Regions from separate parts of the Danio rerio genome. Here region 1 is linked to region 2. A link is a contact called in public Hi-C data. All regions are on one chromosome and are shown on one strand. The core of a region is the stretch at or near the end of the contact, and the rest is flanking DNA. Distances in the headings are between cores, read along the strand shown.

What was found. Hi-C and Micro-C count contacts between places; a contact is called where the count stands out from the background.
Region 1: a contact with region 2 is called in a Hi-C map of hematopoietic stem cells, with 4 times the contacts expected there. The contact joins the promoter of rnmt here to the promoter of seh1l in region 2. A contact is called at or near these places in 1 of 18 Hi-C or Micro-C datasets (hematopoietic stem cells) and 2 of 4 datasets of contacts at active chromatin or transcription factors (caudal fin and embryo).

Annotation. Positions count from the first base shown.
Region 1 is chr19:13,752,984-13,757,681 of GRCz12tu, reverse strand. rnmt (RNA (guanine-7-) methyltransferase) reads right to left here and starts at 1,922. Exons shown (of 11, transcript NM_001045000.1): 1 at 1,860-1,922; 2 at 1,350-1,516. The coding sequence starts at 1,878. fam210aa (family with sequence similarity 210 member Aa) reads left to right here and starts at 3,325. Exons shown (of 5, transcript NM_001044994.2): 1 at 3,325-3,440; 2 at 3,699-3,744.
Region 2 is chr19:13,509,176-13,513,831 of GRCz12tu, reverse strand. seh1l (SEH1-like (S. cerevisiae)) reads right to left here and starts at 2,586. Exons shown (of 9, transcript NM_199923.2): 1 at 2,251-2,586; 2 at 1,861-1,911. The coding sequence starts at 2,361. ftr56 (finTRIM family, member 56) reads left to right here and starts at 4,608. Exons shown (of 6, transcript XM_003200557.6): 1 at 4,608-4,656.

The DNA of each region.
Region 1 (4,698 bases), core at 673-3,172, 240 kb before region 2:
TTCAGCAGTGTTTATTTGAGAGGGCGCAAGAAGATCTGCGCTTGAGCAGCGTAAATTTGAGTGGAAGTGTTTCCACTAGGATTGATTCCAGCAGTGGCAGCAGGTCTTTTACACAAATCTACCAACTACCTATGGCATTATTTCAATGACAAATGGGGAAATGTCTTGAGTGCAGTATAATAAGTCAAGATCGCATTTATGTAATACGAGCATATGCCAATCTCTTTGCTTGCGCGCCGATTTCCTCTGCTCGTGCACAAAACCTTTTGCACGCCCTCAAATATACGCTGCCAAAGCGCAGATCTTCTTGTGCGCTCTCAAATAAAAACTGCTGAAGTGCGATTTAGTGCATTTATGTAACAAGTATGTGTCCAACATTTATAAGATTTGCTAGGAATATTTATGAATGTCTCCAATAGACCTACAGAGCGGCATTAATGTGTTCTGAAGTAAAGTGAAACGACTATAAACTCCAGCATGATAAAGTAGAATTATGGAAACTGTGTTCATCTTAACTAAAAGCTATGTCATGTTTGCTGGCCCCGCGCACCTGTCAGTCAGTCAGTATGTCACCTTATAGAGTTAACCAAATAACGCAAAGCACAACTACGGTTACAGAAAAATTTGCGCTGTTATAATTCACTAACCTTTTAATTCGTTTTGGTGCGATTATAACTTGCTATTAAAAAACAACAACAGCAATGACTGAATGTTTTGAATAAGAAGCTGTAATGTAACACTGACAGGATGAATTTTGGTGTGGCGTCCCGCCATGGAAGACTGAATGTAGCGGAAACCATGTTTATATAGTATTCTGAATCGCATAAATAATTAAACATCAATTGAAACACAACATAAAATATGTGTATAGCTACAAACGTTATTATTTGCTAATAAAAGACCATTGTCAAATAATGCCCCTGAATAGTATAGTTTAAGACTGGCTAGTGATTGTATATTCTTCATTTAAAGCAGCATCACTCAAATGTAATTTTTAATACACTTTTTGTTGTTGTTCATCTGCATAACAAAACATTAGCATCAGTCATGCTCAGATCAAGTATCTTGTCAGTGTTATACTTCTCAGTGAAGGGGTTTTGCAGGTTTTATAATGCATTCCTCTCCACAAATAGCAATTAAGTAACGCAATTAGTTACGTTTTATAGAGAAATCAATAGGGTTAAGCATTACTTTTAAAAGTCACGTTCCAATGAAATAAACTCTACTTCTGTGCCTCACAGTTTATTTCTGACAAATAATGAAAACCATGATGACCAAGATCACAAAAAAAACATTTTAAAACCAACTATAAAGCTCAGTACTAACATATAAAGGAAACATGAACTAACCAGCTTTTTACTGGGGGAGTGATCGTCATCCTCTTCATCACCGTCCCGCCGTCTCTTCACTGATGAGGAGGATGATGAAGTTGAAGTCTGTGAACTATCAAAAGATGATCCTATGCTGTCCTTATCGACCTTAGCATCAGCATACGGACTGTCCATCTCGAACAATCCTTTGAACACACAGAGAATTAGCATCTATGCTTTACAGTTTGAATTCGTCTATAAAACAGCGCAAATTACCACATGGGGAAACATAATATAAAGAAATGCGCAGAATATAGAGGTTTAAGTTGATAGAACACTAAATTGCACTGCGTGAGTGTTGCGTTGATAACAAGAGCTCATGTCAAGCGTTTATCTCGACACGTGTTTCAGCAGCAAAGAGACTGACTCCGGCTGCTTGAACTTAGTATGAGACAAACATTAGAAGTCATATTAAAAGTTTATGTTTTCGACAGCATGATTATGTGACAGACAGATCGCTGAAGACTGAATCTATGTTGCTTCACTCACTTGAGTTTTGCGCCATCATGCATCCACTAGCAGCGCTCTTCGCGGAGCTGTACTGCAGTATTTTATTTGAAGGGACGAACACAGCGCCGCTTAGAGGACCGGCATGCGCAGCGATCCTCATGTTACTCATGTATACACTGCATTATGTATTGTGCAAGCATTGTTGTCATTTTATGTGTAGCTAGTTTAATTCAGAGCCTCTAACTTTGCTCTTTTTACTTTCAGTTTATGGAAGTGTCATTCTAAACAGCCTAACGTTAAGTGCGACATCATAAAAACAGAGATAAACTGACTACATAAATACACAGTGTAATTTTATAGCCCATACGAAAGGTTACGCTAGCCATAATTCAATGTAAAGTATTGTTTGTTTCATATAAAAATTATATTTTCATTATTTTCATAGTTATGACAATGTTAAATGCAACTTTTTTATTGTGTTTTAACAATACAATCATATTAACCATCATATATATACCACAAATCGTTTTGACATCAAGTACAAAAATAAACAAGGAAAACTATATAGAAATAAATAGCGATAATAATAAAATAAGATAATAAAAAAACAGGGTACAGAGGCAAACCATCAAATTAAATAATTTTTCTTATAACTTAATAATAAGTTCTTATAACATTTTTACACTTTTTTGCTGTAAACTGTTTTGTAAATTAGCAATTAAACTATTTAAGTCACAAAGAAAATCTTGCCAATTAGGTAATGATGAAGAAAATTTACATTTGTGAATATAATATTTACCCAATAAAATAAATAAATTGCCTCGAAGTTCTACGTCATGTTTGTCATGAGAAAAGTAACAGATGAAAAAAATTATGTTAAACTTACATTTTGATGTAAAAAAAGATGGATAAATCAGACCAAAACACTTTAACGTGGGCCTTTGACAAAAAGATGATCAATCAAGTTACAAAATACACAATTTGAATTAGAATTACAAAATTTAGATACAATCTCGTTTGTGTGGGGTAGATGTTGTGTAACGCTTTAAAGTGTAATTTCTTTAACTTTGTTGGGAACTCAAAACTTGTAAGGTATGAGCCATTTTTTTCCAATTAATTTTATCTATTGGAGAATTAAAAAGAATATCCTGAAGCCTTAACTCTTCTCTTTGAATAATTGTAATTTTTCTTTTGTTTTTGTATTGTATTTATCATTGTGATGTCAAAATAATTTCCATGAGAAAAGGAGCCTGTTCATGAAATTTAAAGTTTTATAGGGAGCTTGGATGGAGAAAAATTACAAATTTTTATAAATATTATGTAGGTAAAAAGTCGAATCTGGGGGATTTTAATACAATGCTGCAATATACACGTTCAAATGGTAATCACTCGCGACATTGTTACGCATTGTGGGAAACATAGTTCCACAGAGCTTTGGCCTCTTATACAACAGTTGTTCTCGCAGCACGGCTGAACTATATTTCCCACAACACACTGCGAGCTCAGTCACCATGTGTCATGTCGCTGCGTCTGCTGAGGAATTCTCTGAATGACAGAAGGGACATGAATAAAATGTGTTTATGTTGGCGAAATCACATCATGTTGGATCTCAGCTCTCACGTATGTAGCTGTACATATTTCCGATCATCGTTTCTGTTTGTTTACACTAAAAACGAGTGAAACTTTGATCAGTATAGCTGTTCGGATAGGTGGACACCACTTAGCAAAGCTAGCTGACTCACGTTTGGTGACCATCGTAGCACAAGTTTTGTCAGGAGTTTTTTTTATGCAATTGATTTTAGGAAGTCGGTCCATGTTGTATTATTTATAAGTGGTCTTCTGAGAATGTGCAGCTTATATATTTCTGTCATTTTTCAGCTGTTTAACCAAGACCAGTGACGTCCTTATTGATGGCATATTGAAGGTAGGAAATACTGATATTATGTCCGATGTTTATAATTTTCTCAGCAAACAATTTTGTGTTTAATAGACATCTAAACGTAGACAGCTTGGCTAAAACAAGGCTTAACTTGAGCTGTCAGTAATAAACATCCAAGAATAGCCCAAAAATAGACAGATTAGACAGACTATATACAGTATGTGTTGTCATTCATATCTGTTTATTTGATGATTAGTCTAGATGTGGCCTATTCTTAAACGTCTGTTGGATTTTCACTGACAGCCCAAATTTAGCCTTGTTTAAGCAAAGAAATCTTTTAAAAACAGAAAAAGCTTGCTGGGTTTCTACAGGGTTTGTCTGTTAACTTGTTAAATAAAATCACCAGTGTCCCTGTTGAAAGCATGCTTTAAAGCACATTATAAAATATTAATAAGTGTTTGCTCTTTAGTTACTAAAGATGTTTATTAATTTGCAATATCATATTTCACGTCATGTATTCTTCATATGCATTCATAATTGTCTAATGTCAATAATAAATAAATTACAGTTCAACTTTGTAATTGTATACCATACATATTATCAATTAAAAAACGTGCAGTGCTGCCCAAAGGTTTGTACATGTTTAAAATAACTGTTTGATAGATACGGGAAAAATTGTTAAGTGTCTTTGTATTAGGTGTTCATTAACACCATTGTCAAGCAGAAATTAAAAACCAGAGGATGGTGTGATTTAGAAAGTTTAAAAAAAAATAATTTCTCCAAATGTTAAATTGACATATTTTTTATGTATTTAACACTCGCAGTGCAACCACAAAATACTAATTCATTATAATTTTAATTCTTAATACTTTGCCACGAAATTTAAAACCACTGCGTTTTGCGCAATTGCCAAAAAGTCAGAAATTTGCAGTGATTTACATTTAAATGTAGAGTGGCGCAGTAGGTAGTGATGTCGCCTCACAGCAAGAAGGTCGCTGG
Region 2 (4,656 bases), core at 1,337-3,836:
GGGGGGGTGTTGCGGACGCCGCCCTCTCTATACTGCCGCCCTAGGCGGCCGCCTAGGTCGCCTCTATGGACGTGCCGGCCCTGTTCATCTGCAAAGATATTCAGCCTAGTGTCACGGAGAACGAAGGTTTTGAACACCTCCTTCTGTTAATTTTTATTTAATTATAATAATAATAATAATATTAATAATAATAATGATAAAAATAATGGGTGTCACGGTGGCACAGTGGGTAGTTTGACCACCTCACAGCAAGAAGATTGCTGGTTTGTTATATTTTTATTAGCCTGTTGTTTACAGTGCAAGTGATGTTTCAAAGCAGCATAACACTGCTAGTTCACAACCTTAAGTTTTGAATAATCAGTGGCAAAATATATCTTTGTAAAACTTGTTTTCATAGTTGAAAAGTTAAATCACAATTCTTGTTGTGCAATGCTCAACCTTTATGTTGAAAGAGTGCAAATATAAATATTTTAATATATATTGCACTTATACATTCTGTTTATCTTGAAAATACTTAAATAATATTTGCTATAGGTTCTAAAATGGCCCTCTACTGTAAACTGACACTCTGGCTCTGAGAGAAAAGCCAGTTTGTAAAAAAAAGTCTTGGTTTTGCTTGGTTAATAAATAATCAATCAAACTCATTCAATGGCACAGCATCCTCTTTCACATCATCTCATAAACTTGAACTAATTAGTTAGTGCTGAATTATCGCATTGTATCGTGATATGGGTGTAAATCGTATCGTGTTGCATCGCAATGTCACAAATGTATCGCTAATATATCAGATCGTATTCTTTGTATCGAGATGCGTATCGGATCGGCATTATAGCTTAGATGCCCAACCCTAATATTTAGTGACACATTTATTTTGTATATTTTATAATATAAACAAAAATTCACGAATGATTAAGTAGTTGAAAAGTAGTCTCATGTGCTCTGCAGACCAACAGAGACATGTACCTTTTTGCGACCGGCCGGGATTTCTAGATCTACTAAAATGTCCGGAAATTGGTTTTGCTTTCGTTTTCTAAACTGTTATTTTATGCAAACAGCCGCAAGAGAAATATTAAATTATTAATTCCTTTATCTCAACGACTCATAAAAACTTTGCTAAATACTCAGAGGACGGAATTACATCTAAACTGGCTGCAGAACATTTATACAACATTAGAAATGGGTAATCAACTATATAATCGACAGGTTTTATTCTAACTATTTTAATTATTTAGAGATATTTTCTGTTTTTATTAATTTTCCTGTCTTTTACTTCTCATCTGCTCTGCTGTGTATTTTATTAATTTGATGATGTCGATATATTACATATTTTATACATCTCTAATGCTTTTATAGTGTTTATTAGGGAAAAAGCATAAAAGAGAAATAGTTAACGTTTTTATTTATTTATTTCAACAGTGTTTTTTTTTTTACTTTAGCCCATTGAAAAGAAAAGTTCAAAACAGATAATAATAAAATATGGTTAAAATCAAATTATGTTTTGTTTATCACTTATAGTCAACTATTTATGTGCTGAAGGTAAAAAGTGTTTCAATCCAGCCACAACTGCAAGTATATTTCAAACCTTTGAAAAAGCACTGATTGCATGTTTTTTAACCATAAAAGTTCAGAAAGCCCAGTTTTTATCATAATGAGCATTTCAATTAGTACTCTAAAAGGGGTAAATAAATATAGGTATGAAATTTCTGATTATTTTTACACCAACCTGTCAACGTATAGGTCAAATAGTTAGATTTCACTTTTTGCTTGAGTTATATGCATCTTTGCAAAATATGACAAACAAATCTATATTAAAACCTAAAATTCATACTTTTAAAGCACATACAAAACAACAGCTCATACCTTCCAACTAGCAGTGCAGTGCCATTCTCCATCATCACCTTTATCCCAGACCTACAACAGTATAATAATAAAAACAATTATAATGAGGGACAGTTTTAAACATGTGATAAAGAACCGCTGTACATCAGCTTTAAATGTCTGTGTGCATTAACGACAAGTAGAAAATGGCTTATAAGTCTGCTTACAGAGAGACAAACACCTTTAAACATATTCACAATCCGTAAACAACGTTATTATGTCGTTATTGCAGAAACTGTAACTTAACTTGGAAGAAGACTATTGTTGTCTCTCAAAAACTATGGTTGTTTGAATAGAGTCTATATTGGCAGCTTATTGGGTTTATGGACAATGAACAAGCAAAAAATCTGAATTCGACTTTAGTTTTCTTGCCTTGACGCTCTGATCACTGGAGCAGGTCGCCATCCTCCGTCCATGGAAGTCGTAGGAGACATCGTGAATCAGATCTTTATGATCCGCTGCGATGCTTTTCGCAACAAACATATTGCATGGAAACTAACTATTAATTAGGCTTGTAAAATATATCCTACAGTTTAGAAAAAGAATCAGCAGAAGGGGGTTTGTTCAAACTTTAGCAGAAACATCGAGCTCTACGGTGCCATGTTTCTTCACTCGAATTCGTTGTTCGCTGCTTTAATACTGCAGTCGAACACAGTTTACTGCCATCTATTGCACTAGCGGAGTTACTGCAAGTCTCCTATCAAGCCTTACAAAAAAATGGTGTAATTGTTTATGTGTATACCGCCGCCTACTGTACCGGGATATGCAATTTCAATGGTTCATGTACAGTTGAAGTCAGAATTATTAGCCCCCTAAATTATTAGCCCCGTTTATCCCCCCCCCCCCCCATTTCTTTTTAACGGAGAAAGATTTTTTTCAATAGATTTCTAAATATAAGTTTTAATAACTAATTTCTAATCACTGATTTATTTTATCTTTGTCATGATGACAGTAAAGAATATTTGACTAGATATTTTTCAAGACACTTCTATACAGCTTAAAGAGAAATTTAAAGGCTTAACTAGGTTAATTAGGTTAACTATGCAGGTTATGGTAATTATTGTATAACCATGGTTTGTTCTAGGGGCTAATAATTTTGACCTTAAAATGGTTTTAGAAAAAATTAAAAACTGCTTTTATTCTACCTGAAATAAAACAAAAAAGACTTTCTCCAGAAGAAAAAAAAATATCAGACATACAGTAAAAATTCCCTTGCTCTTTTAAACATCATTTAAGAAATATATTAAAAAAAAGAATATAAAAACAAAATCAAAGGGGGGCTAATAATTCTGACTTCAACTGTACATTGTACAGAAAGAAAAGAACTACTAGTCCATTTTACCGTATTTAAAAATAGATTTGTAAATAAAATTTGTATTATCATTAGTGGGTGATGCAGTGGCGCAGTGCTGTCGCCTCACAGCAAGAAGGTCGCTAGTTCGAGCCTTGGCTGGGTCAGTTGGTGTTTCTGTGTGGAGTTTGCATGCTCTCCCTGCGTTTGCGTGGGTTTCCTCCAGGTGCTCTGGTTTCCCCCACAGTCCAAAGACATGCGCTACAGGTTGGATAGGTTGAATTGTCTGTAGCGTATGAGTGTGAAAGAGTGTGTATGGATGTTTCCCAGAGATGGGTTGCAGCTGGAAGGGCATCAAGGGCATCCGCTGTGAATGTGAGTTTCTACACACACACACATACACACACACACACACACACACACACACACACACACACACACACACACACACACACACATTGTAAAAGTTTCAAAAGAAACTTTCATGTGTTGAAAATATGTTTAAGTTTATCATTAATATGAATATTGCTCAGTTCATTCAGCCATTTAATTTACCTGCATTCCAAAGTCTATAACAAATTGATTATGAAATGTCATAAAGATGCTCAATTATAATCCGTTTAAAGAGAACTTTAGAAAATACAATTGATTACATTTCATTCATTCATTTATTTTCTTTTCGGCTTAGTCCCTTTATTAATCTGGGGTCACCACAGCAGAATGAGCTGCCAACTTATCCAGCATATGTTTTGCTCAGCGGGTGCCCTTCCAGCCGCAACCCATCACTGGGAAACATCCATACACGTTTTTTCACACACACTATGGACAATTTAGCCTACCCAATTCACCTATAGCATGTCTTTAGACTTGTGGGGAAAACCGGACCACCAGGAGGAAACCTGGAGAAGAACAAAAATGCCAACTGATTCAGTCGAGGCTCAAACTAGCGACCTTCTTGTTGTGAGGCGATCATCCTACCCACTGCGCCACCATGCAGCCCTTTAATACATTTACTTTTTTTTATCCAATCGCATGTTGACTATTTATCTGCACTTTTTTGGATGCTTAAGGATTTCAGCCAATGTGGACAAAAGTAAACAATCCTTTATCACACAAATCATTGAATTCTCAACAATATGTTAACTGCTAATATTTCACTTGAAATCTCTGATTTATGCATTGTATAAGTGCTGGAGAACATTTTTATTATCATAAACAGCCCTACAATGTACATAGAGAGGTATTCATCAGTGCAAATCATGTTTGCATATAAACAGCTTCTTACAAAGACTTTATCCATATTTGCTATAATAGCATGTGCAACTGTGTGTTTCACTATACTCCCCTCTAGTGGACCTCGAGGAAGTTTGAGTGCATTTTCTATGGTTACTCCCGTTTTGCTCACGCCTATAAATCTCAGAACCAGGAAATCACATCTACACTTCTGGGAAAACAAAACTTAAGTGCGGATTATTTGTGTTGTGTCT